Regions from separate parts of the Mus musculus genome. Here all the other regions are linked to region 3. Evidence: chromatin contacts called from public HiCAR-type and HiChIP or PLAC-seq data. All regions are on one chromosome and are shown on one strand. Each heading gives the region's core, a stretch centred on a gene start, on an enhancer-like site or on the middle of the called end of the contact. The rest is flanking DNA. Distances are from core to core; before and after follow the strand shown. Region 1 holds the start of Ptpn1 (protein tyrosine phosphatase, non-receptor type 1). Region 2 holds the start of Fam210b (family with sequence similarity 210, member B). Region 3 holds the start of Zfp217 (zinc finger protein 217).

What was found. HiCAR-type assays count read pairs that join an accessible place to other places. HiChIP or PLAC-seq counts read pairs in DNA pulled down with a chosen protein or histone mark.
Region 1: a contact with region 3 is called in an H3K27ac HiChIP or PLAC-seq map of large pre-B cells, with 3 times the contacts expected there. The contact joins the promoter of Ptpn1 here to the promoter of Zfp217 in region 3.
Region 2: a HiCAR-type map of astrocytes shows a contact between it and region 3, with 5 times the contacts expected there. The contact joins the promoter of Fam210b here to the promoter of Zfp217 in region 3. A contact is called at or near these places in 1 of 39 promoter capture datasets (hippocampal neurons), 1 of 484 Hi-C or Micro-C datasets (liver) and 3 of 115 datasets of contacts at active chromatin or transcription factors (astrocytes, embryonic forebrain and extraembryonic endoderm stem cells).

Annotation. Positions count from the first base shown.
Region 1 is chr2:167,931,047-167,934,008 of GRCm38.p6, forward strand. Ptpn1 (protein tyrosine phosphatase, non-receptor type 1) reads left to right here and starts at 1,281. Exons shown (of 9, transcript NM_011201.3): 1 at 1,281-1,510. The coding sequence starts at 1,448.
Region 2 is chr2:172,344,220-172,346,927 of GRCm38.p6, forward strand. Fam210b (family with sequence similarity 210, member B) reads left to right here and starts at 1,358. Exons shown (of 3, transcript NM_025912.4): 1 at 1,358-1,628. The coding sequence starts at 1,443.
Region 3 is chr2:170,129,734-170,132,644 of GRCm38.p6, forward strand. It overlaps Zfp217 (zinc finger protein 217), which reads right to left and starts at 1,487. Exons shown (of 6, transcript NM_001033299.3): 1 at 1,315-1,487.

The DNA.
Region 1 (2,962 bases), core at 31-2,530, 2.2 Mb before region 3:
TAAACATGTTTTTAGATTTATTTGTATGATGGTTTTGTATGCATGTATGTACAGTAGTATGGTATCACATGTATACCCTGTGCCCTTGAAGGTCAGAAGACGGCCTGAAACTAGAGTTAGGATGGTTATGAGTCACCAACAAACCCCAAGGAAGATTTTTTCCCTTTTGGTTGTTTTTTTGTTTTGAGAAGGGGTCTCACTGTATAACTGGCTGTCCCGGAACGATGTAGACCAGGCTGGCCTGGAACTCAGAGACCCCTTGCTTCTACCTGGAGAGTTTAAAGGCAAGTGCCACCACATCTGGTCAGGATTTTCTTGATACTGGAGAAAGACAGAAAACTAGCACCACATGTCCCATCCGTTCATTCTGCCAGGGTAAAAACTCTTATGGACTTTCCCAAGTTTCATGAGAGCAGAGTGGCCAGCTGGGTGTTAGCACCTGTCCAAAACTCCGGAGACTGAGGCAGGCAGATCCAGAGCTGGAGGCTGGCCTGGGTTACGTAGTGAACTCCAGGCCAGCTCGGGCTATAGAGTGATTCGTTGTCTAAAACGAACACTCTGCTCGCTGGGATGTGGCCGGAGTAGGTCCTAGCATGCACGGAGCTCTGGTTTATCCCCCGCAATGCATGTCTGTGATTCCAAGACGTGGGAGATGGAGGCGAGAGGATCATCCTTCGCCTGACAGCAAATAAGAGGTTATCCTTGGCCTGACAGCAAGTGAGAGGCCAGCCTGGAATATCGTGACCCTGAGTTAAAAATAAAGAACGGAGCCCGAAGTGATGGCACACACCTTTAATCCCAGAACTCGGGAAAAAGGCAGCCGGATTTATGAGTTCGAGGCCAGTCTTGGTCTACAGAGTGAATGTGAGGACGTCCAGGGCTACGCACAGAAACCCTGTCTGGAAAAACCAAGACAAAAAGGAAAAAAAGAAAAAAGAAAAACAGACCGGGACAGGAAACGCCGCTCCCACTCAACCGCCCAGCTCGAGGCCACGCCCTCGCCGCCTGACTCAACCGGCGGGCTTGAGGCTCGAACTCAGGATACTCCCCGAGTCCCGCCTCGGCCCACGCGCCGTGGGCGCGCCGCCGGGGGTCGCTTGGGCAACGGGCGCGCGCCCTCCGGAGCGCGGAACCCGGGAAGCCGCACGCGGCGCGCGCAGCAAGTCTGCTCCTCGGGTTCGGGCCTCGTCCGCGATGCCCCGCCTACCGCTCCGCCCCCGCGGAAGTGCCGGCCGCCTTTTCGCTAGCTGACTGGTCCTCCCGTACAGAGGGCGGAGCTCGCGGTGAGGCGGGGGTGCGTACTTCCGGCTGCCGGCTTGACATGCAGAAGCCGCTGCTGGGGAGCTTGGGGCTGCGGTGGTGGCGGGTGACGGGCTTCGGGACGCGGAGCGACGCGGCCTAGCGCGGCGGACGGCCGTGGGAACTCGGGCAGCCGACCCGTCCCGCCATGGAGATGGAGAAGGAGTTCGAGGAGATCGACAAGGCTGGGAACTGGGCGGCTATTTACCAGGTGCGGAGCCGGGGGCCCCTAGGCCGCGCCGTCTCCCCGACCCTCCCGGCTCGGGGGACTCCTGTCGCGCATCCTCGTCGCCCTAGACCCCTCTTGGGGTTCGCGGCCCCTGCGACACCCCCACTCGCCTCTATCTCTCCGCGGTCCCTGTCATCTTCGAGCTCCCCCCGCAAACCCGACCCCAACATGGCCCAGCCACCCTTTGTCCCCACTGGTCCACACCCCTGCCGCTTCCTTGTCTGGACTGGACCACCTCAGGCCCTCTTCCTTTGTCTCCTGGGGAGGAGGGTGGGCTCGCCGACACCCCCGCCCCCTCACATTTCACTTCCTCGGGCCTCGGTGTGCGGTGGTGGAGGCCCGGGGATGACAGCCCCCTTACTCCTTCCTGTCCATTCATTTGTTAGACGTGAGCTGGAGGGTCTCTTCGGTGCTAGGCTTTGGAGCTGGTGTGTATTGAACGCCACCGTAGACCTAACCTATCCCCCCCCCCCCGAGAGGCTATAGTCACACAGACATTCAAATACTGATCATTGCATCTGGTGACAAGTGTTGAGAAGAGAAAGACCTGTTCTGGTGGAGGGTGACTGTACGCAAAGGGGCTGCCTTGTCTAGGGCATCACCGGCAGGGCTGCTAGCGGCTCGACAGGGAAGGAGACTTGCTCTTTGAATAGACCAAGGAGTGACAAGCCATGAGGTTAGGCGACTAACTAGGGGGACACAGAACCCATTCCTATAGCTGCCTGACCCTCTCCAAATGGCCTCTTTCTTTTGTCTTTTATCCTTTGACCGTGAGCTGAGATGGTTTCTGTTTTCTGTGATCCGGTCCACTTGAGGGGTTCTGGTGGTTCATTAAAAAAAAAAAAAGTATTATGAAAGTAGGGTTCTCCCCCCCACCCCCCGCCATGTATGAAACAGTGAATTGAAAATGCAAAGATGTCTTTGCAAGCAGCTAAGTCCTCTAAAGAAAACAAATCTTCCGATTAAATGTCAGTGCGGGGGTTGTGAGGATTAACCATACTCGCCAGGCATCTTAAATAAGCATGTGCAAAATAGATCCTGTTCCTCGGGTAAAGAGAGCAGGCGGTTTATTCTGCTTTCAGCTTCTAGGTTCAAAAGACAGCGGGTGAGACCCATCAGCTGGAAATTGAAATCTATTTTGAGCTTCACTTAGGAAAGTAGGCACCCTCAGGCTGTTGTTTGGTGTTCTTGACTGACAAAACCTTTTTTGGGGGGTTGCCTTGGTTTCCAGATTCTTTGACAGGGTTCTTTTTACTTGGGCCTCGGTGTGCTCGTCAGCTTTTTTGGGGGGCAGATATTTGTAGCTAGTGTAATCTGTGTCAGTCGAGCGATCAATTGTAACATTTGTATTGCACGTCTAGTCTATGAATTGGCTGGACAGATTCCACTAAGGAGTCAGGTCTGTGGGCAGATTTTCTGTATCAGATTAAATGC
Region 2 (2,708 bases), core at 108-2,607, 2.2 Mb after region 3:
CCTAGATAGCCGCTGACCTTTTTGGGGGGGGGGGTCCAGAATTTTGCCTGTGAACTTTGCATTCTCTGAAGATGAAATCCTCCTGCATGTTGTGTTTGTGGCTGGAATTTTCCATTTGGCAAAGCAGTCCTGAGACTTGTCCCTAGGATGAAGGTGTTCACGCCTTACTTTAAAAAAATTTTTTTATTATTATTGCATGGGAGGGAGCATGTGTACAGGCCAGAGGAGCACTTTGTGGAGACTGTGGCTCTCTCCCCCCACCTCCCAGCCCCCACCCCCACCTTGCCTGGGCCCCAGGGTGGAACTCAGCTTGGATAGCAAGTGATCCACAGATGGAAGTTCCATTCTCCAGCTGACAGATATCTGGACTGCCCTGCTATGAGTATTGCTGTCTTCTGAGCATGTGTGTAGGACAGGTTCTCCTGGGGTCGAGGCTGGCCTTGAACTCTTAATCCTTCTGTCTCAGCCTCCTGGGTGCTTGAGTTACAGATCTGCACCACCATGTCAAGATAACAGTTTACTATTATTTCTTTAAGTTATAAGAACAGAAGGGTTAATTTTGGCTCATGGGCCTAGAGGTCCAAGGTAGAGGGGCCACATCTAATGCCAGCAACGCCTTCCTGTGGGCCCAAGTCCCCAGGCAGTGCATAGTCACCAGGTAAGAGAGAGTGCCCTCTTGTCAGATTTTAGTCCGACAGAAATGTGAGTCTTTGCTTCTCTTGAGACACTATGGGAGCGGAGTTGCTGACCAACCTGGTTTGTGTACTTTTAACTATCTGTGAAAGTACAAAACTTTTCTCCACAGTGGCTGCTTTCATGTTCACAGCCGCGATATAGTAGGCTCATTTAGAGGGCTTCTTCAAGTGAGAGTTAACCTCTATAGTTCCTTTCTTCTTTAAAGCATTCACGTAAGCATCAGTCTTCCAGGTTTCACCCATTCGGCTGAGAGGAAAAACAAAGAATGCATTAGCCCTCGCTTGAAACAGCCGCCAGCCGCGCTCCACAGTCCGGAAACTCAAAATCCTGGAAAGTTCTGAGAAAATGCATTCCACAAAGAACTGGCCTGAGGTCCTGAGAACTAGGCTGATAGACTTGGCAGGTCCCCAGCCCCGCCCACTCCGCTTCAGGAGGCGGAACTTAGCCAAGGAAGCGGGGCTGAGGGGCGGGAACAAAAGAGAGCGAGCGTCTCCAGATGCCCCACCCACTCATGGATAGGCTGCTTCTGCGGAGGGCGGAGCTGTTGGGTGGAGCCCAAAACCTGCGCTCCGCTATAGAGCCCCGCCTATCCCACGCTCAGCTCCGCTCCGGGGGCGGGCCCTAAAGGTGTTGGGGCGGGGCCTGTCGGGGGGTGGAGCTCGAGGCCCCGGTCTCGGCCCCGCCCACCGCGCTGTGTTGGAGCTGATTCCCGAGTGGGCACACTGGAGCTGCGCTCGCGGCGCGCCATGGCCGGGCTGTTGACGCTGCTTGGCCCGGCAGGAAGAGTGAGCACCCGGCTGCGGCCCCTGGCCCCTTGGCTCCTGGGAACCGCCACCTCCTGTGCTCCACCGCTCTGGGCCTTAGCCTTGTCCCATCCGGTTCCGGACGCCCGACTGCTGCGCACGGCCCGCGGGGACTGTCTCAGCCGCCAGGTAAGACTCCCCACAGCCACTCGGACCCTGATCCCCAAGTGGCCGGAGCGCCGTGCCAGGGCCAGCCCCAATGGACAATTTTTACATTGCACCTGACCGAAACGGGTCACCTCCGGGGTCCCTGAGTTCTCAGATTCCTAGAATCCGAGAAAAATCTCTTTCAGTTAGCAGCCGGAGAAACTGAGGCTAGGAGTGGAATGGTGCGCTGCCCAAGGTCATGGAGTCGCCCGCCGAGCCCCAGTTTCGAAAGCCAGAACAGTGGCGTTACCGAGCCGATCGCAAGGGGCCTGAATTCTATATGAACTTCCAGTCCGGCCCCTGGACTTGTTCCTTTTGAAGTTCAGTTGAGGCCTGGGCACTGGGCCCAGGAGGCGGCATCGCCGGTGCCGCCGGTACATCTACCGCTTCCCTGTGCTCCTTGCGCCACCCTTTTATCTAGCTGGAAGAGCAGGCTCAGAGCAGGCAGTCCATCCCGTTTTGTTGTGGTTACTTGCCCTGAGTGCTCAGAGTGAAAACCAGCTTCCATTCAGACAGCAGCATATCTCAAGTAGGTCTCAAAAAAAAAAAAAAAAAAAAAAAAAAGCAGGAGTTCAGAAGTAGTAGATCGGAAGCGTCGAGGTCTGGGGGAGTCTGAAAGAAAGATCACTGCCATGAATCGGGCAGTTCTGAGTACTGTCTGCTCCCGTGGCTTTTCAGTTAGGGATTGGTCGCTTTCCTTGAGTGCCGAGCACAATGATGGAAGGACTTCCTTCCCCTCTCTCCTGCCTGACAGACAGGACACTGGCCTCAGCTCTGCTCCTGAGCACAAGTCAGGATACTCACAGCGTACCGTGCTTCAGGGCACCGCATAGCTTCCCTCTCCTCCAGAAAGTCTTCCCTGACTACCAGTAGTGTGCCCCCCCGCCCTATACTGTCTCTTCTCTAGCGCTCAGATCTTAGCTGCCTTCACGATCTGGTACAACCTCTCACCTTGTTCTGCCACATCAGCCCTGTTGGTAGCCTAACCCTAACCCTAACCCTAACCTTAAACACACACTCTGCCTTGACAGGTGTGTTTACAGCAAGGATAAGTCTGGTCTC
Region 3 (2,911 bases), core at 237-2,736:
GTTCTCAGCACAGTAACTAAGCACCAACTAGTGGTCTGATAGATACACTCCCCAGACAGAAAGCAGTAAGGTTAGTTCTCTGCACTTGTCACTACAAAAAAAAAAAAAAAATTTTTTTTTTGAAACTAGACCTGTTACTAATCCTTCTCGAAACAAAAACTTAACATCTGATATCCAATTTGGTACCAAGGTGGTCGATTTACTCTGGGAAAAGTAGTCAAGAAGGCTGTGGACGTTTTTCTCTTACAAAGAGAGGTGAAAGGCCCCCTGAGGCCCCTACCTAGTTGCCAGGCATGGCCAGCAGCTGTGGCTACCCTGCCTCCTCTTTTGTTGGCCTTAATCTCATGTCAAGTTATTCAACCACCTCAAAAGGGATGAAGACATAATTGAATCAACCTGAACTAAATCAGACCTAGGCCTCTTAAAACATACAACTTAATGGCTCCAACCCATCCCAAACCAGGAAACTGGCCACGGGATCCTGGGGTACACATGGTGCCCTACAGCCCTGGACCCCAAGCTGGTGCCCCTTAATCAACGCATGCTCAGGAATGCCTGTTTCTCAGAGAAAGAAACTAAGGCTCACAGGACACAGCCCTTAAGGTTGGGAACGACCACCCCGAGCCCCCGACCCAAACAATAAAAAGTTTAAAAGTTTCTACTACTGTGTGAGTGCGGACCGGCCCCCACTGGGGGTCCCAGAAGTGGGCCCCCGGGACTTCGGCTCACTTCAGGAAGCAAACCTTTCGGGAAAAATCCCCGCCCGCTGTCCCCACCCCCACCCTCCCCGCCCAAGAATGCGCTTCCCGTGCGCCGAGGGTCTGAGGCGGGGGCGCCCTTCACTGCGCGCCCGCTCGCGTTGAGGCTAAACTGAGGCGCACGGGGCGGCGCCCTCGGATGTGCGGTGCCGCCTCCCGCCAACCCGCACGAACTTCCCACGGGAGTTTGCGGGACGTTCTAAGTTTGGGAGTGAAACCGAACACCTTCCTTGGTTGGCAGGACGCAGCTCCCGCAGGGGCCCGGACCCCCGACGGCCACGCCGCGCCGGGCAGGCCATTGTCTCGGCCGTCCCTCCCAGCCCCACGCGCGGCCGCAGCCGTGGGGACGCGGCCCCGGCGCCCCTTTACCTGCGGCCGTCCGGCTGCACCGCCCAGCCGCGGGGCTGAAGGAGCGGCAGAGGCGGCGCGGCCTTTGTGCGTCTGCCGCTAGCCCCGACGGCGCGGGGACCGGGACGGGGCCGCGCCATGCCCGCCTCCCACGGCCGCGGGCGCCGGGACCCCCACCCCCACAGAGGCTCCGGGGGGCCGGGCTCACCTCCGGCGCGGGGCGAGGGAGCGGCGCGGGCGCCCCCTACTCGTCCGCGCGGGGACAGTGCAGGCGCGGGGTCCCTGCGCGGGCGGGCGGGCGGCCGGCGTCCGGCGGGGGGACTGTTGGGGCAGAAAGTGCTCGCAGCAGCTGTTGCGCCCTCCCCCCCGGCCGCGCCGCCTGACGCCCCGCCCCCGGCCACGCCCCCTCTGTGACCGCGCGTGTGCGCAAGCGCGTCCCCGACCCGCCCACCGCTGCGGGCCACGCCCCCCTCGGACCCCCCGAGGCGCGAGCCCCGCGGAGCGGCGCGCGCACCCCACTCCCACCCCGTGGGCTCCCGCGCACGCGCGCCCCGCGCCGTGTCCCGCCATCCGGCCTAACGTGGCGCGCTCGCGCCCGGGCGGTTCCAGTGACAGGTATTCTGGGGATGGAGGGGGGGGCTGCAAACGCAGCACGCAGGCGCACAGCCAGTCCTCCCTCGCCGCCTCCCCCTCCCTTGCAAGGTGCGCCCCGGGAGGGGAGGGAAGAGGAGGGGAGGGGCCGGTTGCCCAACTCCCCGGTCGCCCAGAATCACGAACAACAACAATAATAATAATAAAAATTTAAAAATAAACCAACCTTGCCACTGGCTTCGGGAGCTCACAGGATAGCGGTGTTCTGAGGTGTTGTGAAGGTTAACACTTTCAGAGAGTCAATGTGAGGAAGGTCCGAGACCTAAAAAGAATAAATTTTCTCTTAAATTGTTATCTTCAAAAAGCCTTTTTATTTCTTCCTTAACACCCTGGGCTTGTGTTTCTATTATAGTTTCATATCTGAATTTGGACTTGGTACCTAATAAATCTTAGTTTGCAGAGAAATTCATTTGAGTGAAACTAGGCTTAAAAGTGTGCTCAAAAACAAAAACCACACACTTCTTTATGCCCATCTCACTTAAAGCGTTTCCCTTCTGTTTTGTTCCTGACTCGTATTAAAGATGAAAGAAGATAAGACAGGAAAAGGTTTGACTCCAAAGGCCTGGGACTGATGTCCCGTTTTAAGCAAGCCCCAGGGAGGAACTATGGCGGCCACAATCACATCCAATAATTTTTCTGCTCCAAAATGCAAATGAACTCAAATGTAAAATAGATTTATTGCTTAACACCGAACAGTCAACTTGTTTGTTTCTTTTTCAAGCTGGCCCTCGGTGTATCAAAAAGTGGGAAAACATCAAGAAAAGCATACATACCCATTTCCTAAATCAAAAAGAAGCGTGGGGGTTGGGGGGGAACGGGACAAAAAAGAACCGACCGGAACTGGTAAGCAACGCAGTCCTTAATAAATAGGAAGAAGAATTCAAGAAGACAGCTTAGCAAGGGGCAAGAACCTGCCTTGTAGAATGTTTTTGCTGTCATTTTACATAGAACTACCAACCCACATATGGTCTCGTTAGTCTTTTTTTTCAAAGGAAGTGAATCAATTACTTACTCACAATTAATTAGCATCGCTGGAAGTAGATCCTTAAGCCAGCCCTGATTCTCATCCAAGCCCAGAAGATATTGATCATTTTTAGTACTAGGGTTCCTTTTCTCACCACAGATTAATATCTTTCTCTAAAGTATTATATTTA